2 separate regions of the Mustela erminea genome follow, and region 2 is linked to region 1. The links are chromatin contacts, called in public Hi-C maps. All regions are on one chromosome and are shown on one strand. The core of a region is the stretch at or near the end of the contact, and the rest is flanking DNA. Distances in the headings are between cores, read along the strand shown. Region 1 has its middle 510 kb from the start of QKI. Region 2 holds the start of QKI (protein quaking).

Region 1 (2,700 bases), core at 90-2,589:
TTCTTCATTCAAATGGAATCTAAACAATTAGAACCTTGGAGCTATTTCACATAGAAGATCCGGCAAAATGACAATTTTCTCCTAAGATTTTGTGTTTTCAAGTACATAATCCCCTTACTCAGTTACATTTGCAAAAAGATACCCAATCTGCCTATGAGCCCAGAATATTTTTAAAGCAGGAAGTTCTAAGAGAAAACAATTGTAATAGTTATCAAGATAAAATACCTTTCTTTTCAAACGTACTTTGGTTTTCTAAGGAGGGTTTTGTCCCATAATACCTGTATGACCTCAGTTTTTTGTACACAGTATCAATATTTCATTTTCCTACAAATCTAAGATAAGAACAATTCTTCAGCTTTATTTTCAATCGCTGCACATTATTAACACAAAGCATGTCCATAGAAACTAAGGAAAAATAATCTTTATAAAATATGAACGAGCCTAGGTCTAAACAAAGATATTGATAAGGCTAGCACAAACATTAAACAAAGACACAGGCTTGACGTGAATTTATAAAGTCACAAATGCAAAGTGCACTGTCCCCAATATTTAAAAACAACAACAAAAAAAAAAAAAAAAGAAAGAAAGAAGAAAGAAAAGAAAAAAGAAATCATCAGAGGAGAGCAAAAAAGAAAAAGACACTCACACATACTGATAAGTAATAGTCTTCAGTTTTCTGTACTCTAGTAAAATTAAAATATAAGTAGCGTGAAATAGTCTTACAAACAAAACTCTTAGAAAAAATGAAAAAGGAATATCAATGGACTTCCTACACTGGTATTCTATGAAATGATTCAAAAAATATTAATAAATGTGTCACAGAATCAATACCCATGGTCAAACAAGTTTAGGGAAAGCAATCTGTGTTGTTTGAAATTCTCTTTTCATATTAAAGGCTCTGAGAAGTTCTGCAACAAGGAGTCATATTTAACCCACTATTTTCAAGACTTACTGGAAAATAGGACACCTTTTCTTCTTGCACACCTATCAACAACCTAAAGAATAATTTCTCAGGAAATACTAATTTGATAAGCAGTCAGTGATTTAAATAGATCAGGGTCTCTGCCTTTATTCCCAAACTTTCAAAAGGAAGTGAAGTGCTGTTGAAATCCTTTGAGATCATATTGACTTGTCCTGTCAGTCAAAAACAAGTCCTCCATTTCTCCACTGTGTTGATTATCTTCTAACTGGTCTCCCCGCCCTCAGGAGAGACCTTCCCCTTTGCATTGGAAATCGGATCCCCAGAACCTCCAGCAGGGGGCTCTGTTTGCTAGCCCTGACCGCCAGGCGCTTGACCCGTCAAGGTTAAGATGGCTCAACAAATAGCAAGCCAGGAATGTCATCTGGCCCATTAGGACACAGCATTACAAAAAAATGTAATCATGGTTCAAGAATGTTGCATGAGAGAAATCTGTGCTCAGAATTTTATTATTAGTTTTTATCATGTGTGCATTTTCAAATATAGCTAAGAGATCCCAAAGGGGGTGGGGGGAATAGAAACCAAGGAATATTTTTTATAAAATCGTTATCGAATTATAAAGCTTACTTTGGAAATTTTTAAAGGACTTAAAAGCTCCCCTACATAGTTGACAACTCAAGTATGCCAATTTCCCGTCAAAAATAGTGGAGGAAAACAAAACCTGTGAAAGTACAGTTGAAAGTAAGTGGAAATAAATGACTTCCATGGAGATGAGGAGCAGATACGTCTCTCAAAAACAGCCCCTTCAGCTAAGGAAAGCACATTGTGTTGGCAAAGTTGTACTTTGGGGAAGTTCAGAAGCGAATCTGGATTATCTTTTTCATAAACCCTTTCTCTCAGATCTCACTCAGCACACACCTACCCACAAAGGGACCAAAACAGAATAGAAAGAGTATTTTAAAAAACGTATAAATTGGGTTGTAAACAGATACAAGTATTTGGTTCCGGGTGAAAGCAGTGCCACTTGAACCAGAAAAGCTGGAAAGAGGAGAAATAGAGTAGCCAGACAAGATCAAGGACCAAAAACAGACTTCACGGCCGCACACGGCACTTGCTCTTGCTTTATTCACGGCAGACGGAGGCTCTTCGGAGGGGCCCATATTCCCACTGGGAAAGATATATGCAGCATGACAGGTGCAAGAGGCTAATTATGGGGCATCTATAAGGGGGGAGGGACTTAGTCGTTCCCAAGCCTTAGGAGGGTTTATATGTCATATGCACACGCGCACACACACACACAGGATCTCACCAACAAAACAGCCAGACTTTTGCCATTCTCTCATTAAAATGCCAGAACTATCTTTATAAATAAACCGTAAAGAATTCATAAGGTCGGCCCTCTAATTTCCCCACAATCATGTGTAGATGGGTCCAAGAATGTGATTACTCTCATCCTACGTTTTGATCTCGTAATCAAAAATCACTGTTCCGTTGGGACACCTGCGTGGCTTGGTCAGTTAAGTGGCTGCCTTCAGCTCAGGTCCTGATTTCAAGATCCTGGGATCAAGCCCTGGGGGTCGACCTCTGTGCTCAGAGGGGAGTCTGCTTGAAATTCTCTCCCTCTGCCTCTCCTCCCCTTTGTGTGTTCTCTCTCTCACTCTCTCTCTTTCAAATAAATAATTTTTTTAAAAAATTAGTGTTATGTACAGATGGGATTCCCACATACTCTCTGCTATCATGTCCTTTTTATTTTTCCCCAGACCAGTGACTCTGGAATGTGT
Region 2 (2,700 bases), core at 195-2,694, 510 kb after region 1:
ACGCGGACCTCCGTCCTCGCGGTATTTCGCGCTCACGCCCCCCGCCCGCCCGAAGTGAAGTTCAACTCCCCAACAGTTCTCGCTTCCCCAAACAAAAGGACAAAAAGTGCTTTCCGCTGTCAGCTGTCCTCGCCTCGGGCTAAAGCAGCTCTACTTTCGCTCTCCCAGGGAATTCCTTTCAATCCCCCGGCCCCGCGCTACTCCCCTCGAGTGTCTGCGAGCTGCACAAACTCCAAAAACGCAGAAGCCCCGCTGGATCCTCCCCTTGGGGAAGCGGCGGCGTCCTCCGGGAGAGACCCCTCCGGGAGCGCCCCGGGGCCCATGTCCTTCAGGCGCCCGCGGGGCGCGGGGCGGGCGAGGCCGGGCTCCTCTCCGGCAGGCCCGCGACGCTCCCGGCCGTCGCGGTGCTCGCCGGCGCGGCTGGAAGCCGGGGCCGCGAGAGGGCTCGCCCTGCAGCCTTCCCCGGCGCACCAACTTGGGCGCCGGCCGCGCGAGGCCCGGGATCTCCGGTCCGGGGGGTCTCGGGTCCGGGGGCGGGGGGGAGGGGAGGGGGGCGAGCGTCCCGCCGGCGCGTCCCGCCCGCGCCCCGCGGCCCCGACCCGCCCGCCGCCGCCGCCGCGCCCCGCGAGCCCGGCCTCGGCGCCGCCTCCATGCGCCCCGCCCGGGCCTGTCCGTCCCCGAGCGCACGGGCCCCGCCGGCCGCGACCTTCCCGCCCTCCCAACACGCTGGCGGGCGTCGGGTCCCGGGAAGAGGGGCCGCCGCCCGGGCGCGGGCCGCGAGGGGCCGCCGAGGAGACTCACCTTCGTCCAGCAGCCGCTCGAGGTGGTTGAAGATCCCGCAGAAGTTGGGCAGGCTGCTCATGAGCTTCTTGTCGTTCATCAGCTGCATCAGGTAATCTGGGGTGGGCTTCGGCTTCTCCTTCGTTTCCATTTCCCCGACCATATTCCAGGCTCCGCAGCTCACTCCGCCCGCCGCCGCCGCCGCCGCCGCCGCCGCCGGAGAGGAGGGAGGGGCGGGGAGCCCCGGCCGCCGGCCGCTCGGGACTCGGCGTCCCGCTCCGCTCCGCTCCCGCGCCGGGCGCCGGGGCGGCCGGACCGCGCGCTCGCCGCGCTCTCCCCGCCCCCGCAGGCACTTTCCGCCCGCGGCCCGACGCGCTCCCGGCCCGCCGCCGCTCCTCGGCCGCCGGCTCGGCGCGTCCCTCACGAGGCCGGCGGGCGGGAGGCGGGTCTCCGCGGGCCGAGTGCGGGCGCGGGCCGCTCGGCGCCGGACGAGGAGGAGCCGGGCCGCCGCCGCTCGCTCGGCTGGTCGCGCCCGCTCAGCCGCCGCCGCCGCTTCTGCCGCGGGCTCGGGGTCTCTCTGGGCTGGTCCCCGCCGCGGCCGCCTCTGCCGCTGCCGCCGCGCTCTGACTCCGCTCCTCCTCTTCCTCCTCCTCCTCGCCGCCTCCTCCTCCTCCTCACTCACTTGGCGGCGGAGTTCGCCTCAGTTCAGGCGGCGCTGCCAGCGGCGGCGGCGGCGCGGGGGGAGGGGCGGCGGCGCGGGGAGGGCCGGGGGCGGGCGGCGGGCGGGGCCGCGCAGGGCGGCCGTTAGCGGGGCCCGGCCGGCGCGCTCCTCCTCCCGCCACCGCCCCCCGCAGCCCCCGGCCCGGGCGCCGCCGCCGCGGCCGCCGCGACGTCTCTCTCCGGCGGGGTGCGTGATGGAGGCGGCGCCCGGCGAGCCCGGCCTGGGCGCCGGGCTGGGGTCTCCGCCGAGGCGGGCGACAGTGGCGGGAGGGACGGGTGCGGGGCCGACGGGTGGGGGAGGGCGCCGGGTGGCGGTGCTTGCGACTGGGGCGGGGGCGAGGGCCGCGCCGCTTCGCGCTCCCCGCCGCCGGGCCGGCTCGTCTGGCGGGCGCGGTCGGGCTGTGGCGTTAGGTGAGAGGGATTGCATGCGGGCCGCGCCGGGGCTGCGCTCGCCACCGCACGGCCCCATCCTCTCCTGCGTTACTATAGTTTTTTTAAGAATCCTCTCGTCCGTTCTCCCCCCCCACCCCAAAGAAAAGAATTTTTTTTAACGTCCTGTTGCTTCACGGGGGACTTTCGGGGTGGGCATCACGTGGCCCGACACGTAGCCGTAAGGCCCGAGAGCGCGTGCGCGCGTCGAGTCAGGCGGCCACGCCCCTTCCGAGGGTCGCTCCGCCCCTGCCGGGGCCCCGCGAGCGAGGGGGGAGGGGCAGGGCCTGCCGCGCGCCTGCGTGGGGCGGGCCGGGGCCGGGGCCGGGGCGGGGGCTGGCGCGGGGGCGCGCCGTGGGGGGAGGGTTGGAACGGCAGGGCCGTCGGACCCCCAGATGGCTGAGTGGGGGCTAGAAGCTGCGGAATCTTCGTTCCCGGGTGTCGAGTTCTCCCCTGTAGGACGCGTTCCCGGGGGGCTCAGATTACCGCTCTGTCGTTGGTGGCACCGCACGAAGACATGCCCACCCACCCACCCACCCCCGCCGGCGTCCCCGCGGTCCTCCGGCTTCGAGAGCCACCGCTGCGGGAAGGAGCCCGACGCGCCGTGGGTTCCGCGTGGGCGCCCCTCGTCGCCCCGACGGCATCGCCACTATCTGTGCAGTACCTGGCCCAGTGGCGGGGCACGCCTCTAGAGACAGGGTCTGCCGTGATGCAGCGTCCGTTATTCTGAGACTAGGCTGCAGTTTGGAGCAGGCACCGAGCTGTAGGAAA

Evidence for each region. Hi-C and Micro-C count contacts between places; a contact is called where the count stands out from the background.
Region 2: a contact with region 1 is called in a Hi-C map of fibroblasts, with 6 times the contacts expected there. The contact joins the promoter of QKI here to the enhancer-like site in region 1. A contact is called at or near these places in 2 of 3 Hi-C or Micro-C datasets (fibroblasts and skeletal muscle).

Annotation. Positions count from the first base shown.
Region 1 is chr4:4,674,787-4,677,486 of mMusErm1.Pri, forward strand. No RefSeq gene overlaps it. Among named protein-coding and RNA genes, the nearest start is that of QKI, 510 kb to the right of the region's middle. Within about 2 kb of position 1,340, the one cell type or tissue checked has open chromatin away from gene starts, as enhancers often do. A contact at or near this core is called in fibroblasts, where this site is marked.
Region 2 is chr4:5,189,263-5,191,962 of mMusErm1.Pri, forward strand. QKI (protein quaking) reads right to left here and starts at 1,445. Exons shown (of 8, transcript XM_032337970.1): 1 at 802-1,445. The coding sequence starts at 943.